2 separate regions of the Mus musculus genome follow, and region 1 is linked to region 2. The links are chromatin contacts, called in public promoter capture Hi-C maps. All regions are on one chromosome and are shown on one strand. The core of a region is the stretch at or near the end of the contact, and the rest is flanking DNA. Distances in the headings are between cores, read along the strand shown.

The links. Capture Hi-C pulls out chosen DNA fragments and counts their contacts.
Region 1: a contact with region 2 is called in a promoter capture Hi-C map of adipose tissue. The contact joins two enhancer-like sites. A contact is called at or near these places in 8 of 484 Hi-C or Micro-C datasets (the AML12 cell line, B cells, CD8 T cells and 5 more), 7 of 115 datasets of contacts at active chromatin or transcription factors (embryonic stem cells, pancreatic cancer cells and trophoblast stem cells) and 3 of 9 other capture datasets (adipose tissue, liver and pancreatic islet).

The regions. Positions count from the first base shown.
Region 1 is chr10:21,970,895-21,974,909 of GRCm38.p6, forward strand. All of the region lies in intron 3 of Sgk1 (serum/glucocorticoid regulated kinase 1), which reads left to right. Among named protein-coding and RNA genes, the nearest start is that of Gm34267, 86 kb to the right of the region's middle. Within about 2 kb of position 2,652, at least 7 of the 459 cell types and tissues checked have an H3K27ac peak or open chromatin away from gene starts, as enhancers often do. A contact at or near this core is called in adipose tissue, where this site is marked.
Region 2 is chr10:21,799,225-21,803,441 of GRCm38.p6, forward strand. No RefSeq gene overlaps it. Among named protein-coding and RNA genes, the nearest start is that of Platr6, 57 kb to the right of the region's middle. Within about 2 kb of position 2,412, at least 49 of the 459 cell types and tissues checked have an H3K27ac peak or open chromatin away from gene starts, as enhancers often do. A contact at or near this core is called in adipose tissue, where this site is marked.

The DNA of each region.
Region 1 (4,015 bases), core at 1,402-3,901, 170 kb after region 2:
ATACTCCACTCACTACCAGGGGAGAGACAGCTCTCCTGTGAGGAGCAGTGGGGGCTACCTGTGGGCTTTAATCTTTAATTCATAAAACGAGCAAAAGGAACAGGGACTAACCCAAAAGTTGTTGCCTGTACGTGGGCTCTGTTTCCTAGCTGGACTGCCTTGACTGGCCTCAGTGGGAAAGGAAGCACCTAGCCTCACAGAGACTTGAAGTGCTTGTGTGTGGGGAATACCTACCCAAGCAGAGAAGGGGGTGGGGGATGGGGAGGGAAGGATTAGGGGAGGGGTGACTGGGAGGGGAGCAGTGAGCAGGTTGTAAAGTGAATAAGTAAAGTATTTAATTAAATTAAATTGAAAAACCAGAGTCAAAGGGTATATTACTAACAGAAGCCAGGGACTTGGGGAGGGTGTGTGTGAATGTGTGTGTGTGTGTGTGTGCATGTGTGTAAAACACTATTTTCTTTGAAAGACTAAGTTTATCTATCATTTTATCTATCATCCTTTTTTTTTTCTGTTTTGTATTATGCGTGTCTTATGAAGGATGATGAGAGAACATGACAGTGCCTCGCCTGCCTTCGCCGTCCTTCAGGCCATTAGCAAAGCAACAGCTTAATAAACAAACCGTCTGCCGGCTGAGACTGCTAAGATCCACACTATGTATGATGGAGGAGCAAAGCCTTGGTGTGAATGATGCTTGATGTGGTGTGGAGAGAACACAAGGAGAGGGGCCTCAGCTGGGACAGGCACAGAGACCTGGGCTACTTGTAGATGGCAGAGGTATTATGATGGAAGAACACTGAATGCAGAACATCAGAACATGTCTGAGACAGTGGGATTGTGAGTTGAAGGCCAGCCTGGGGTCAGGGCAAATCTCTGTCTCAGAGATAAAACAAGAAGTCTGTCGTGTCTGCTCACTTTGAAATTTTTTGTGTGACTTGAGGGGTATAACAGGGTCTCTCTTGTAGCACCTCCTCCCTGACATAGTCATTCATGCAGTTACTGGAGCATTTAAATCTCCAGGTATGGTACTGGAATTGTCCCATGGATGCTTAATTTAGTCAGTTTTTGTCACACAAATTCTGTATGTGTGTGTTTGTGTGTGTGTGTGTGTGTGTGTGTGTGTGAGAGAGAGAGAGAGAGAGAGAGAGAGAGAGAGGGAGAGGGAGAGAGAGAAATATGTATTGTATTTGGGTACTTTCAGAGGACAGAGGACAAGTTGTGTCATTCCTCAGACAGCATCTAACTTTTTCTTGAGACAAGGTCTCTATGTGACCTAGAATTCATCAAGGAGCCTAGGCTAAGCAAGCCCCAGGGCTCCATCCATTGTCTCTGACACCCTATCAGCAGGAACCCAAGGTCAGCACCACATCTGCACCACATCTGGCTTCTATACAAGTTCTGGAGAGCGCCACATATATTTTAAAGTTTCGTTGTTAGATACATGTGATTTATTCATTTCTTTAAAAAAATTTACTATTTGTTTGTTTGTTTGTTTGTTTTGAGGAAAAGAAAGAGAATGAAAAAGTTATCCTGTAGCCCAGGCTAGCCTTGAACTCCCGCTAAGAGTACAGTCTTTAGCTCGTCAAAATCTTCCTACCACAACTTCCAGGATTTGAGACACCATGCTTGCCTCTTCTCTCTTTTTCTTTACATCTGATATGTGTGTGTGTGTGTGTGTGTGTGTGTGTGTGTGTGCTTGCACTAGGGACTGAACTTAGGGCTTTGTGTATCAAGTGTATTAAGTGTTCTTACACAGAGCTATATCCCTAGTGAGATTTATTTATTTATTCACCTGCTTACTTTTAATCTTTATATTTGTCCCCAATTTTGAGTGCTATATTAGTCAGGGTTGTCTATAGAGGCAGAATCAATGAATGGGAAGTCCAAGAATCCAGAAGTTGCTTAGGCCATGAGGCTGGCTGTCTCAGCTGGTCTTCAGTAGCCACTAGAATCCCAAAGAGGTAGGCTCTAATGCCAGTGGAGGCATGGACCTGCTAGAAAGACAGAAGCAATCAGACACAGAGCAAAAGCTTCCTTTTCTCATGTCCTCGAGATCTGAATGAAAGGCATGTATGTGTCTTCCTACCTTAGATATCTAGACAAGACGTGGATCCAACCACTTCAAACAAAGCAAAAATATTTCACCGGTGTGCCCTTCATTTCTGAATTGCAGTTCATCCCAGATGTAGTCAAGTTGACAACCAAGAGTAGCCGTCACAGATACAATAAGCCTAAATAAACTACATAGTCTCTTGTTTGTTTGTTACCCAGACAGGGTTTCTCTGTGTAGTCCTGTTCTGGAAATTGCTATATAGAACAGTTGCTGCCAACTCAAGAGATACGCCTGTCTCTGCCTCTCAAGTGCTGGGAATAAAGGCGTGTGTCACCACACCCATTCAAATATTATTTTATAAAGAATAATGAGTTTCTGAGGATCAGCTCACCCTGAAGTCTGGTAGGAACATTTTCCCGCCCAGCATTCTTTGCGAGAGGAAGACTGGCATGTTCTCTGCCATGTGCAGCTGCTGGAGAGACACAAACGTACTGTTTTGTCTCGGTGTTACGTTTAGGATTTATAAGTGCTTCAGTCTTCACACGGAGTGTAAGGAAGAGAGCCACATGTTGAGGGTCATGTGGTAATCCCTGCAGGCAGGGGGTCAGTTACCACAAGCTTGAGGGCAGCGTGACCTCATGGTAAGAGCAAATCATCTCAGGAAGAAGGAAGGATGGGAAGACGGTAGAAGGGGAGGGAGGGAGAGGGAGAAAGAGGAGTAGAAATGAAGAATCGAATCAGCCCGCTTTCAAGTCCACCCTCTTCTCTGGGGCTGGAGTCCTTCACACCTTCTCAGCATTCACTCAGACGAGCGAACAGGCTACACAAGTTCAAACTCCTTTCTGCTGTCACGGTAGACTGAAACTTGTGCGCACCATTTGCTTTTTTTGTACACATTGGTTTTAAGTTGCCGGCCCTGTGGTCTGGAATAGACTATAAATTAGGATTTCGACACAGAGTGAGTCTCCCTCCAAGTTCACAGTGTGCTTTCCCCAGTGCTACTATTGGCAACTATGATAGCGTTCTCTGTGCTGAGAAGCCAGTGACGATAGGCAATGATCAAACCATAGAGCAGCCTTGAGGACCACACTTTTATCCGGGCACTTGCTTGCCAGGTAAGAGAATGGCTCCCTGAAACTCTTCCTGCATTTCTTCAAGTCTGCTTATCACAAGCTGCTTTAACCCTTACATCTGTCAAAATGTCTAGATTTAGTTTCGAGTGCTCATTTGTTTGCTGTTTGAGACAGGGTGTTGTTGTGTCATCCAGGCTATGTTCAAACGCCCGGCCATTGTCCTGTGTAGGCTTCCCAATCTCTGGGATTATAGACATAAACTTCTGGGCACAGCTAGATTATTTTGAAGGGAAAATTTAAGAGCCACAGTCAAAACTGAGGGTATTTTTTTCCTGAGGAGAAAAGTTAATGTTCTATTTTGTTTCAGAATTCTATGTGTGTGGTTTGCATGTGTTTCTATGTTTGTGTGTCTCTGTGTGGTTACGTGTGTGCTTCCATGTGTGATAGTATGTGTGTATGTATGTGTCTGTGTTGGCTGTAGAATAAATGTGACATGAAAATGGAAGAGGGGCCCCCTGGGTGGGAGGGAACGCGTTGGGAAGGGGAGCCAGGGTGATGGGGGGGGGGTGTAGAGGAGAGACGTAATCCACAGTAGTGATGTGTAAGAAAAACCAGAAAAAAATACACTTGGTAATTAAATCAAACAATAAAGTTCCTCAAAAAGAGTGCATCGAGTTACTTTGTATAGATGGAAAAAAATTAATGTATTATTAAATGGAAATCTCAGTTCCAGATGTGGGCTGCCTTGCTATAAGTTATTAGCCAGGAAAGACCTTGCAGAGCCCAAAGTAACACAGGCAACTGTCCAAGCTGCTATTTGCTGACCAGAACTAGACGGTAATACCCCATTGATAAGACACCACATGCCTTGATCATAGGACAGGGAAAGTCA
Region 2 (4,217 bases), core at 1,162-3,661:
GCACTGAGGCTGCAGATTCTTGCTGCTGCAGCTTTCTGATGCACATAGCAGTGACCGCCACTCTCAGAGGCCTGGTTCTGCAGTGTATTTTGTTTCATTCCCGGCCACTCAGCCCAGACTTTTCCCTCAGCTTTCCCAACAACCTGGAAATTACCTGTACACCCTAGCAAATTCTTTTCTGCTTATTCTACTGAGTGGATACTCTATTATCAAGATAATGCTGATTGAAATATTGAATGGCTCATGTTAAGTTTGTTTTTTTTTTCTTTTTGGTGGGGGAACAACGGTGTTTTGTTTTGATTTGTAACCCAGGCTGACTTGGAACTCTTGCTATGTAGCTCAGGCAGTCCTCAAATATAAGGCAATCCTCCTGCCTCTGCTCCTGGAGTGTTGGGAAGATAGGCATTGCCATTATTTCAGACTTAGGTGTTCTTCATGCCATAAAATTAAAAATAATTGTTCCTGTGAACACGGGCAGTCATACATCTCTGTAGCATTTCCCTGCAGCCCACAAGGAGAAAAACAGTGAGGACAGACTCACAATGAAAGAAACAGGTAGGGCTCCCGTTGCTGCATCCCCAAAGGTTTCCCCCATTTTTGGAATGTTATGCCGAAGGATTTTGGTTTAGTGTCTCCCTTCTCTCCTGGAATATAAAGGCCATAAAACAGGTGCATAATTGACATGTGTCCAGCCAGGACCCCATATATGAAAGCAAACATATTTCTGGCTCACTGTAGATACGCAATAAACAATGTGTGACTCTATAAAGTCATGGGGGTAATTTGTAAACATACCCAGGTTGGACATATGTCTATGCAATGATGCCAATAGTTGTCACTTACAGAAGTCTACTGAAAATAGTCACATATATATTATCCCGTTCCTCTACAGAACAGGGTTATCATCGTTGTTTCACAAATAAGAAACCACACTTAACAGCAATCTCCAGTGTTGGAGGGTTTGGGGTTTGGTTTTGGTTTTGGTTTTTGTTTTGGGGGAGGGTGTTGTTGTTTTGTTTTGGGACTGGATCTCACTGTGCAGCCCTGGCTCTCCTGGAACTCACTCTGTAGACCAGACTGGCCTCAAACTCAGAGATCTGCCTGCCTCGGCCTCTCAAGTGCTGGATTTAAAGATATGCAGCACCAGCCTGGCCTAACAATAAGGATTCTTATTTCAAAACCTATGATGCAGTTTCTATTACACTGTATATATTCAGTGTGGTGGATTCAGTCTCTCGCTGGATAACTGTGACTCTCCTCAGTATTCCAACCATCTAAGGAATCCAGGGCTTCTACAGTGCCCTCCTCCCTCCGTAGACCATCCTTCAACAAGAGTCCTGGAATTGAGCTGAATGTACGTAAGGAAAGACACCTTCCCCAGAGCATTACCTAGAAGTAGAAGAAAACAGCTCCCATGGGCCCCACTAGAGACTAGCAGGCAGGTAGTCTGTGTTCTGACAATGGATGAATGTTTCTGGCAACCAAATTCTAAACAAACCTACAGTGATTCTTTCTCCACAGGAAATATTTCAGATAAAACAATTTTACTCAGCGGCTGCTTCTGTTCTAACTCCATAATCACCTTGAAATACTTCCATACTCAGCTTTAAAGCTCCTTATAAAAGCCACTGTGGAGTGCCCATCCCCCTCTCTGCTTCCTGACAGAGGACCCAATGTGACCACTGCTTATGTCACCATGTCTTCTGATGGGACATACCCTCAAATTGTAAGAGGAAATAAACCACTCTTCCTCTCTTAAAAAAAAATCAATTAACCAATAAGTCAATGAATTTATCATCTGCCTATGTGTATGTATGTATGCATGTATGTATGTATGTATGTATGCATCTATCTATCTATCTATCTATCATTTATCTATCTATTATCTATTATGGTCAGGTTTGGTGGCACATACCAGCACTTGGGGGCATAGGATGCAGGTGGTTAGTCCAGAAGTTGAAGTTCATTCCTAGCTAATAGCATCACCAAGCCTGCTTGGGCTACACAAGACCCTGTTTTAAAAAGCAAAACAAATTTAAAAACAAAGGGCAATTCAACATACAATAAATTTGATGGATTGTTTCACCTTCAAGTAGAAATGGCACCCCCAGCTAGGTATCACTAATCTATGCCTTTAATCGATGACTATCGACCCGCAGACTCTATCACATGTAAGATATTATACTAGGAGTTTCATTTAAATGTAGTAATTTCAACCCTCCCTCAGTACAGTAAAACTAGGAAGAAGAAACATGTTTTAGTAAAACCATTTGCATGGTTATTGCTTTGGAGCCTTGAGTCATTATATGAAGTTTATTTCTTGGGGAAACATTTGGGTTAAGCTTAGTCATAGAAATACATATACCTCCAATTTGGCTGTGACTCAGCAGGATTCTTACTGACATGCAGTGTCCCCTGGCTACACATTAAGTCACTCTAGTTAAAAAAACACGCCCACAGCTTCTGGCGTAGATCTACTATCTCAAGTGTCGTATATTCTATTTGTTTTCTGAAGATTCTTAAGTCCTGAGTCAATTCCATTACTAAATTTTACTTCCGACCCTCTCTGCTCATCTGCTGAAGCGAAGAAGAAAGGGAAATGCTAACTCCCAGCAGATTGGAAGTGAGACATCTTTACTGGGGCCAATTTAAACAAAGACCAATTGTCCCTGACCCTTTGCCCAATGTTCTCTTGAAATGGAATCAGACCCCAGAGGATGAGTCATTACCCATTCAAGTCCAAGTGCAGAATAAATCCAAGTGAGGGCTCATTACCTGCAAGGAAAAGTCACTATGGCTCAAGATCTTTTAGATAGGTTGTATTCATGCATAATGTTTGAGTTTTGGGCCAATACTTGGTATATAAGTTTCCAGTCCATGTGTACTTAAAGATCAGAACCTCAATTATGGACCCCTGAGTTAATTGGCTATTATGTAGATTGGATTTTGATGTTTTAAAAATTCTTGGCGGGGCTGGTGAGATGGCTCAGTGGGTAAGAGCACCCGACTGCTCTTTCAAAGGTCCGAAGTTCAAATCCCAGCAACCACATGGTGGCTCACAACCATCTGTAACAAGATCTGACGCCCTCTTCTGGAGTGTCTGAAGACAACTACAGTGTACTTACATATAATAAATAAATAAATCTTAAAAAAAAAAATTCTTGGCAAAAACCTAAGAGGCATTTAATGTTCAAAAATATAGTGAAAATACAATGTGGTAGTTAGAGTCAAGGAAGAATCAATCAAATTCCTCCCTTATATGCATGCCCACCATTCCCCTTACTATGGGAGACACCTCATAATTGTTCTAGACTAGGGTTTCTCTCAACACAGGACAGAGATATTTATGTCAAACCAGAAAGTATTGGGGGCTATTGAATGTCTCTACCTCCCATTGAGATGAAATAATATTCCCTTCCAACAAAATCTATTCCATCTCTGGTCCCCTCAGTAATGGACTTTGGCCTAGCCAACCTGAAAGGAAGAAGGATGTCTCTATACATGAAGTGATTCCACATGGTTAGAGCCAAAGCACATTTTTCCCTCCCCTAATTCCCATCAGAATAAGGTTTATGCTTCCAGAAAAGTAGAGGGTTTAGACACATGTGTGGACTCCTTTCTTATTTGGGAACTAGAAAATGTTACTTGGGAAAAAATGGGTGGGGGAAAAGATGTGGAAGGTCCCCTGCATGGGAGACAGTGTCACTTCAACAGTGGCCACCCAGTAGTTAGAACACACAGATCAGCCTCCTGAGTCTACCCAATTTGGAGGCGGCAAACTCAAGGAGAAAGGCTGGTCTCTGCAAATTGGAGGTTTTCATGAAGACTTGCTTCGAGCTGGGAAAACAAAAACAAAAACAAATAAACTTTGACATTGTTTTGGGGATGATATTCCTGGGGGAAATGGATAATTTTATATCCTAGGAATATGGTGGTAACTTTTCCCAGCCAGTAGCATGGCTTTCTTTTTCCTAAATAATTAGTTTCCAAATGACTTATAATGTGAATTTGCTTGCTTAATGGAAATACAGTGTGCAGATCTGTATTTCTTATTAGCTCTCTAAGAAGCAATAATAGTCAAAGCTTGCAAAGCTTATTAAGACTAATACTCAGATGTGTTTAAATGCATTAAAAAGCCTGCATAAAGAATATGCACTATTGATCCCATTCACAGACTCAGCTTTGCAGAGGGCCCATTAAGTTACAACATGTTATCA